2 separate regions of the Anser cygnoides genome follow, and region 2 is linked to region 1. Evidence: chromatin contacts called from public Hi-C data. All regions are on one chromosome and are shown on one strand. The core of a region is the stretch at or near the end of the contact, and the rest is flanking DNA. Distances in the headings are between cores, read along the strand shown.

Region 1 (3,695 bases), core at 611-3,110:
GCCTGATCCTGTTATAGGCTTTCAGGAACTGCCTTCAGTTACATCACTGTACATCCAGAGAAAGCTCCACTCAGATATGAGGAACTGAGCAACCTGATCTAGGGGAAGATGTCCTGGCCCATGTCAGGGAGCATGGAATGAGGTGATCTTTAAGGTCTCTTCCAGCCCAATCCATTCTATGATTCTACAGTCCTATGAATTAATTCCCATTTTATTAGGGTAAATGAGTTAACTTCTGACAAATCATCCACCAAGTTGCCACTCAGAAGACTTATTCTCCTTCATATTTAAATAAATGCATAATAAGTCTGACCCTCAGCACAAGTGGAAACTGAGGGCAGTTCAGCAGACAAGTGACCTCTTCTACTTGCCATACAGGGACAGGGAAGCCATTGGTGGGAACCAAGCTGCAAGGAGACATCCCAGGTCATTGTGGCTCTGGTCCTAATCTGCTGTATAAATTTAGAAACAGATTTTCCCTTCCCACTGCCTCCGTCTCCCCTTTTATAATGCCTAGGTAGACTGTTGATTATTTGTCATAATAAGCCTGGGGAACTCAGTTTTGTCTCCAACTCTCCAAACTGTAATCTATTTACCTAAGTAAGCTCCTGTGTTAAACGGGAGAGAAGCTTTTATTCCTGAAAACCTCTCAGCAGTGACACATTGCTTGGAGCACATCATTTTCAGCAATTAACACCACAGATACACCAAGTCTCTAAGCCAGCATAAACCTGCACGGCTGCTGAAGGAAATGGCCCTTCCTTCCCACACCCCCAGCCCACATTCCTCTTCACTCCCTCTGCTACTCTCCCTCCGCCTTGCGCCAACACAAGTGTTCTTGTGGCCCTGCAGTGAACCAGATCGGGGAACTCATCCAGGTTAAAACTAACCTGGGGAAAAGGAAATTGCTTAGTTTTAACCTGGCAGAGTTCCCTGGCTTGGTTCACTGCACAGCCATGTGTGTGCTAGTGCCAGCACGGGGAAAGGAGCAGCCCTGGGCCAGGAGGGGGGAGGCAGAGGAAGGGGAATGGTGGACCTCCCTCTGAAAGAGGTTGTTGCAGGGCTGGCTTGTGCCAGCTAAAAGCGTTTGTAGAAATGCAGCACATATTTAATATCTCTCTCTTCAAGGAATATTTGTCTTCAGAGGATTAATGCTTCCCAGGATATTCCAGCCTGGACCATCTGTGGAGCATTGCTTCTCCCTCTCTCCCCCGCCAGCCCAATATACTGGCATGGAATTAAAGCCCTGGGAAACATGAAAGCAACAGGCCTGGGGATTCTGTGACAAACGCAGAAATGCTCCTATTTGTCAAACCATTAGCAAAGGGGCACAGCTGCTTTGAGAGCCTTGACCTCATGCCAGGAATGCTCGGGCCTGCAGAAGGTTGCACGCCTGAATCATACTTGTTCAGCAACACCCACCAAGAGGCCTTCTACGTATCTGTGACAGGAGCTCAGAGAAGTAGAGTTGACTCTGAGATGTCCAAGGAACATTACTGCACACTACCTGAACCCCAGAAGTTTGATAAACTTCCCAGCACTTCCCTGGACAGCTGGGCTCCAGTGCTGCAGCTGCATTTGAGCCTGAATGAAGAAGTCCTGCCAGCCGTGAGCCAGCTCCTGCAGGTCCGAGCAGGGCGGCTCTGTGCTGTGCGACTGCAGCCTGTGGTGCTGGGAAGCCTAACGCAGGAGCAGTGTGGCGTGGCTCTGGGTACCAGCAGCATGGACAAGGCCCAGGCCCAGGCCCAGGCTCAGAGGTGGCCCTGGATCTGGAGGCCATAGCTGCAGTCCCGAATGTGGAAGAAGACAAAATGAAGCAGCACCCTTCGCTTCCCAGGACTGGAAGTGGGGGAAGAAGGGAACAAGGAGCAAACCTGTGGGTGGGGTGGAAGAAAAGAGGAGGCAGAAGTTGGTAAATCCAGGGGTGAGGAGCAGGTGCCAACAGGTGTCTCTGTAGCGCAGTTTCGGAATAGCACATATTTGGTGGCTTCTTCCACTAAACACCCTTTCCTCTAGGAGAGCTAGGTAAAGCCCAGGGCAGACATCTACGCTTTGGGTCTGATCGTCTGGGCTGAGTGCACCAGAGATGAAGGCAAGGCCCACAGGAGTCAGTCAGGCCTACTGGCTTTGCACTTAGCTGATTAGCACTCAAATCGCATGGCGCAGGGCTCCAGGCGCTCTGTTAATAACTAAACCCAAAGCGTTTCGTTTTGACTAATCGTCCAAAGTTCAGAGATGATCCCAAAGGCCTTCCTCAGCAAATCTCTCCAGAAATGTCACATGATTTGGCCTCCACTAGATTTCCAGAAATCTGTGGGCTTGAGATGCCATTAAGATTAGGCAAAAGTGAAATCTTTCTCTTAGTTTATCTTGATATATCTGTCCCTGCTCAGCAGAGCAAATACGTTTGCTTTCCATATTTGCCCATCAGTTTAAGGCTTTTTTGTTACTGCTGCCAATTTTTAGCTACTTTAAAGCATGGACAAATCTTTTTTCTCTTCTGCACCATGTATGTTTGCTGGAAGTACTGATTAATCCTTTACCACCCTGATTCTTCGAAAAGCAACCTTCACTTTATGCATTTAGGAGGAGTGGCCCCAGTGCTAGGGCAAACCAGACAGAGCAATGCTCAAGAATAGAGCTGCCTGCTAAAAATAATCAATTCTAATTCTGGATGGTTTCCATGTCACTCTCTGACCTTTGGTCAGATTTTACCACTTTCCCTCATGATGTAAATTTTCCTTCTCTCTAGGCTTTGCAGTTCCACAGTGCTCCATAGGGCAGGAGGAGGGCCAAGCACTTTGTCTGCCTAACATACGTATGCAGCGAGAGACACCTTCACCAGTTCTGCTCTAACCAGCCCTGGCAAAGCAGGAAGGAGAGTGAAGCAGAAACTGAGAAAAATTATTTCATGACTTAGGACAGCAAGAGGTGTCCTCTTCTCCATGTAGATGTACAAGTGTGAACCCCAGCTGTATGACTCTGACCTACCTACACCACCTTTCCCTCTTTACAGCTGCTAATGGAGCAGGCCTATATGAGTTTGTTTTAGATTGCTTCCCGCAAAATCATCTGGATCAGTTCATCCCTCCATCTATGCATTCATCCATCCACCCACCTGGTATTGCTTGAACCCAGGACCACTCGTGGGGTGTTTCATTGGCAGAATGGCTCGACGGTAACCCCTGACAAGGTAGATAAGGATGGTCTCCTGGGAATAGCAGCATCTGCCACCAGCACAGCTGCATCTGTCCACAGCTGTGTAAATTTGACTAGCTAAATCCAGCTAATCAAAAATAGACTTTCAAATGAATCCCAGGCTCCTTGAGCTAAAGTTGAGTGAAGTCTCCTCTATTTCACACAGCATCGGCTGCTGGGAAGAGCTCCAGCAGTCAAAAACTATTGAACAGGCAACAAGGCAGGAGGAGGTGTTAGACCTTGTAGAGCTTCATGTCTCAGTATTCCCTTTTCCAAACCAGAACTAACACTTCTCACAGGGCAATTTGAGTAAAAAGCATTAGAACTGTTGCAGAGCCTTAAAAGAGCTAACATGATCAAGAAATGGTGAGTAAAGGTGGTAAATACAGATGCCCACACACAGATCAAAGACAAAGCAGAACTCTCAAACAGCATAAACAAGTAACGTTATCAAACCCTCCCCAGCATCTCCAGCATGGCTCCTTTAAGACCTCTGG
Region 2 (3,695 bases), core at 689-3,188, 140 kb before region 1:
CACGCATCCAAGTTTTACTTTCCGTCCCTTCTGCTGGCATAGGGTGGGTGCAGGGTAGCAATGTTTCAGGGCCAACTCAACACCTCAGCCTCAAAGTTTCAGCCTACGTTAACATCCAGAGTTCAGAACTGCAACTTTGGCGTGGTCTTCCATGTGCCCCAAGCATTATCCAAGAGACGGCTCAGGACCCACATTTCCAAGGCTCTGGACCTGCAGCTGAGCAGAGCATCCAAAATGCTGAGCCCTTCAGAAATTTCGTCTATGGGATATAATACTGAGATAGCAGCCCAAGGTCTCAGGAATATTTTGGCAAAGTCGTTTGACTCTGGACTGTCATTAGCTGTGGCTTTGCAATAAGACTTTGAATTTGTGAAGATCCTCTTTGTCCGAATTTTAACCCAAGAGCAAAACACCAGGTGACTTTTTGCATCCTCCCACCTTGGCTGTAAAGCATGGCTATGCCTTCCCCTGCAAAGTCTCTGCTTCCTCGATGAAAAGGAATCCAAAACTCAGGGTTCTTTTAAATAACAGTGTGGGGATGAAAGACCAGGGCTGGAGTAAGTCATTTGAAATGCATAAGACATCTCAGGCTTGAATCTACAGGCTGTCCCTTTAGAGAAAAAGCAAAATGTATTTTGGACAAACCACTTGACTGCTAATGAACCACAAACACAAACATTGCTCTGTAATTTGCATTCAGTGCTGGAGGAGACCCGCGCTACCTCTAATGAGCACTGCCAGCCACCCTTTTCCAGGGAGAACTCCCCAGCCACCAAAGAGAAGCCGGCAATTCCTCCGGGGCCCCTGCACTGGCTAACTCCAGGCTTTGGATGGCTGCTTGTGCTGTGCCGCGTAGCTCCCCCTTCACCCCCCAGTAATCTCCTCGCCTTCTCCACAGGAATCGGGGAGAGAGGAGCTCTCTCCTCCCCTACTGTACATGCTCATAGGTTTTAATCCAATTAAACTGTTCTCTCTCCTTGACAGATTCTCTTTTTTCTTCATTTGCTTTCAATAAAGAAGCATCATTTGCTTGGGAGCATTCCAGGGTTGCAACAACAGGCCCTCTGCTTACACGTGTCACTTACAAGTGGAAAACTGCAAACGAAGCTCAAGGTTTATTTTAGGAGGGTGGAAATGGCCTTGCTATTTAGAGTTTTTATTTTTTAATGCTTTTAAAACCTTATTAAGCAAATTAAATTTCAAGACACATCTCACTCTTTTATTCTGGGAAGTCCCTTCCTGAATCCTTTCTCATACCAAATTGGTATTTCAGCATAGGCGTGCCCACTGCTTGGCTCCCACAGACCCATCAAGCATCGATTTTGACACTTAACAGAATTAGAAATGCCAGCCATCCAAACCTTGATGGCTCTTCACAGGGAATGAGCACTAACCTCCATTAGGAGGCTTTCTTTTATCACATAGATCCTCTTGTAATTTAATTTGCAGTGAAATTCTCCCCTGTCTCCCCAAACCTTGCCAGCTGCCAGACCCATTCCTCTACCGCCAACACTTATTCCTCAATCAAACAGACCTATATCCAATCCTTTCCGCAATTTAAAAATCATCACTTACACCCGCTTCCCTCTGCTGGAAGGAAGCCACAGTCAATGGGTGAATCAGGGCTGTGCCTTGTACCCCTGAGTTAATAAATGTTGAAAAGAGGGTGAGCCAAAGTCCTCTGTAAATATCTCTTGTGCCAACCTAATAAACTTAATGTCATAATGCAAAGCTCCCAAGTTCCTTGTTAAAACGTGCCTGAAACTGAAGATAGTAGCAGTGAAAAACTCAAACATTGTTGCTCTGTGAATCCTCCAGCCCTCAAGCAAATAGCTAGCTGTACAGAAACAAAGTAAGGAAAACACAACTCAAAGATAAGTGGAACTGCTCTTAATGTGAGGCAGTGCACTACCTGGGTTTGATCCAAAAATTAGTCAAGTTCTTCATTTAACTACAGGGGGTGGTTGGATTAGGTCCCACTTGGCTGATGTGCTGGGGGCAGGAACGTGTGATTCTGTATCTTTCTCCTCCTTTTAAATGCTCTCAGATTCTTACGGTATTTTACCAATCATTCAAGGACTTGATGGGTTAGCAGAAAATTTCCTTTGCGTTGCTGTGCCAGAGAGTAGAAACAGATCTGGTAGGCAGCTCTTCTGCATTTCACAGTATCCGAGATCCCCATTCAGTTACAGTAGGGAATGTATGCACAGGATTAAAAATTATCCATGATTACAATTTAGAGTATTATAAACCACTCAGCACCTGGAGCCCTAGCGAGGTGATATTTAAAGATTAATAAAATAAGCATTTGAAAATCCACTTCCCCTTTGGTTATTTGCCAGGATCATAGTCCAGAATACAGCATTTTCTGTGCAAGAACTGGTAAGCTGATTAACAGCTAAAGGAGAGCACTCTTCTACAGCTCCTTTGGCATGTTCAGTACAGACCATATCATCATCAGCACGAGCAGGGGAAGCTCATCTTGAACTTGTATCTTAATAGCTGGGAAGTCAGTTCTAAGACTATATTTTGATTAATAATTACTGAAGGAGAAAGTGCTGTTCAGATTTTTGGCCATATTGACTCTCCATCAATTTGGGATTAGTTCCACTGAAATCTATGGGGTTTTGTCTGATGACAGATGGCCTTTCATTAAAAACAGGTTTTTGTTCTGAATATGCTTTTAAGCTTTGCTCTTCAAGACTGAGCAAATGCATCTAACTTCCCCCACCCCAGTAGTCCGTTTTGGTCTGGTGTTCAGGGTCCTCTTCAAAGTTTGCTAAAACTGGTGTCTTTCCACTGGCCTCAGTGGGCTGTAGATTGCATCCCAATTCATGAGATGTCTTCATTTAAGTTTGACACCAAAGCCTACTGAAGTGAATTAAGCAATTCCCATTGACACCAATGATCTCCGAACCATGCTCTTTTATCTCCAGCTTTACCTTAAAAGCATTAAAAGAAAATTAAATCAAAACCAGGGCACCTTAGCAAGGTAAATGGCATTTAAACCATAGAGGACTCTAACCTCTTAACCCGTACATGTTTGGGTAAGGTTTCTTGAAATTAAACACATTTTTCCTCCCATAGCGTATTTTTCGCTTCAGCAGTCTACACCACTGTTTCCACAGGAATGGGATTTGATGTTCAGTGAGATTTACCCATATAACTTCTCAAAGCACAGACAATTGTTGCAAATGATGCTACCCATTAACAGTAAATGCTTTCACTGTCTCCAGCTCTATAAACCTCTAAACATTATGAAGAGCTACTCCTTAGTTCCTCCCATGAGAAATTAGAGATGGAACTTTTCTGGACACAACTAACAAAAGTAAGAAAGGTTCTCCCCCACCCACCCCTTTAGTAGCTTCTTATTGAATGAAAATGTAGGAAATGAGGGGGACTCCAACCTCAAGAGATAAATTCTTCGTCATATAGTTTCCTTTATGCTGTGTAACAGAGTTCCCCTAAAATAAATTAATAGATGAAATTATATTGAAAAAATTACATTCCTTGATATATTTTTAACATGATTGTTCCACATACTAAAACCATAAAGTCAGAGTAACTTGACTTATGAATTCAGATTGAAAGTGTTATTTGTATAGGTGGCATGAGATGAACTCACACAAGACACAAAAAGAGGCTGTAGAGGCTGGAGCGTGGCATGTTGCTCAATAGAAAGGATTTATCCAAAT

The links. A called contact is a pair of places that touch in the nucleus more often than the background predicts.
Region 2: a contact with region 1 is called in a Hi-C map of liver, with 2.1 times the contacts expected there. The contact joins two enhancer-like sites. A contact is called at or near these places in 2 of 7 Hi-C or Micro-C datasets (both in liver).

Annotation. Positions count from the first base shown.
Region 1 is chr14:8,304,611-8,308,305 of Taihu_goose_T2T_genome, reverse strand. No RefSeq gene overlaps it. Among named protein-coding and RNA genes, the nearest start is that of CLINT1, 17 kb to the right of the region's middle. Within about 2 kb of position 1,860, at least 3 of the 3 cell types and tissues checked have open chromatin away from gene starts, as enhancers often do. A contact at or near this core is called in liver, where this site is marked.
Region 2 is chr14:8,445,369-8,449,063 of Taihu_goose_T2T_genome, reverse strand. No RefSeq gene overlaps it. Among named protein-coding and RNA genes, the nearest start is that of CLINT1, 160 kb to the right of the region's middle. Within about 2 kb of position 1,938, at least 2 of the 3 cell types and tissues checked have open chromatin away from gene starts, as enhancers often do. A contact at or near this core is called in liver, where this site is marked.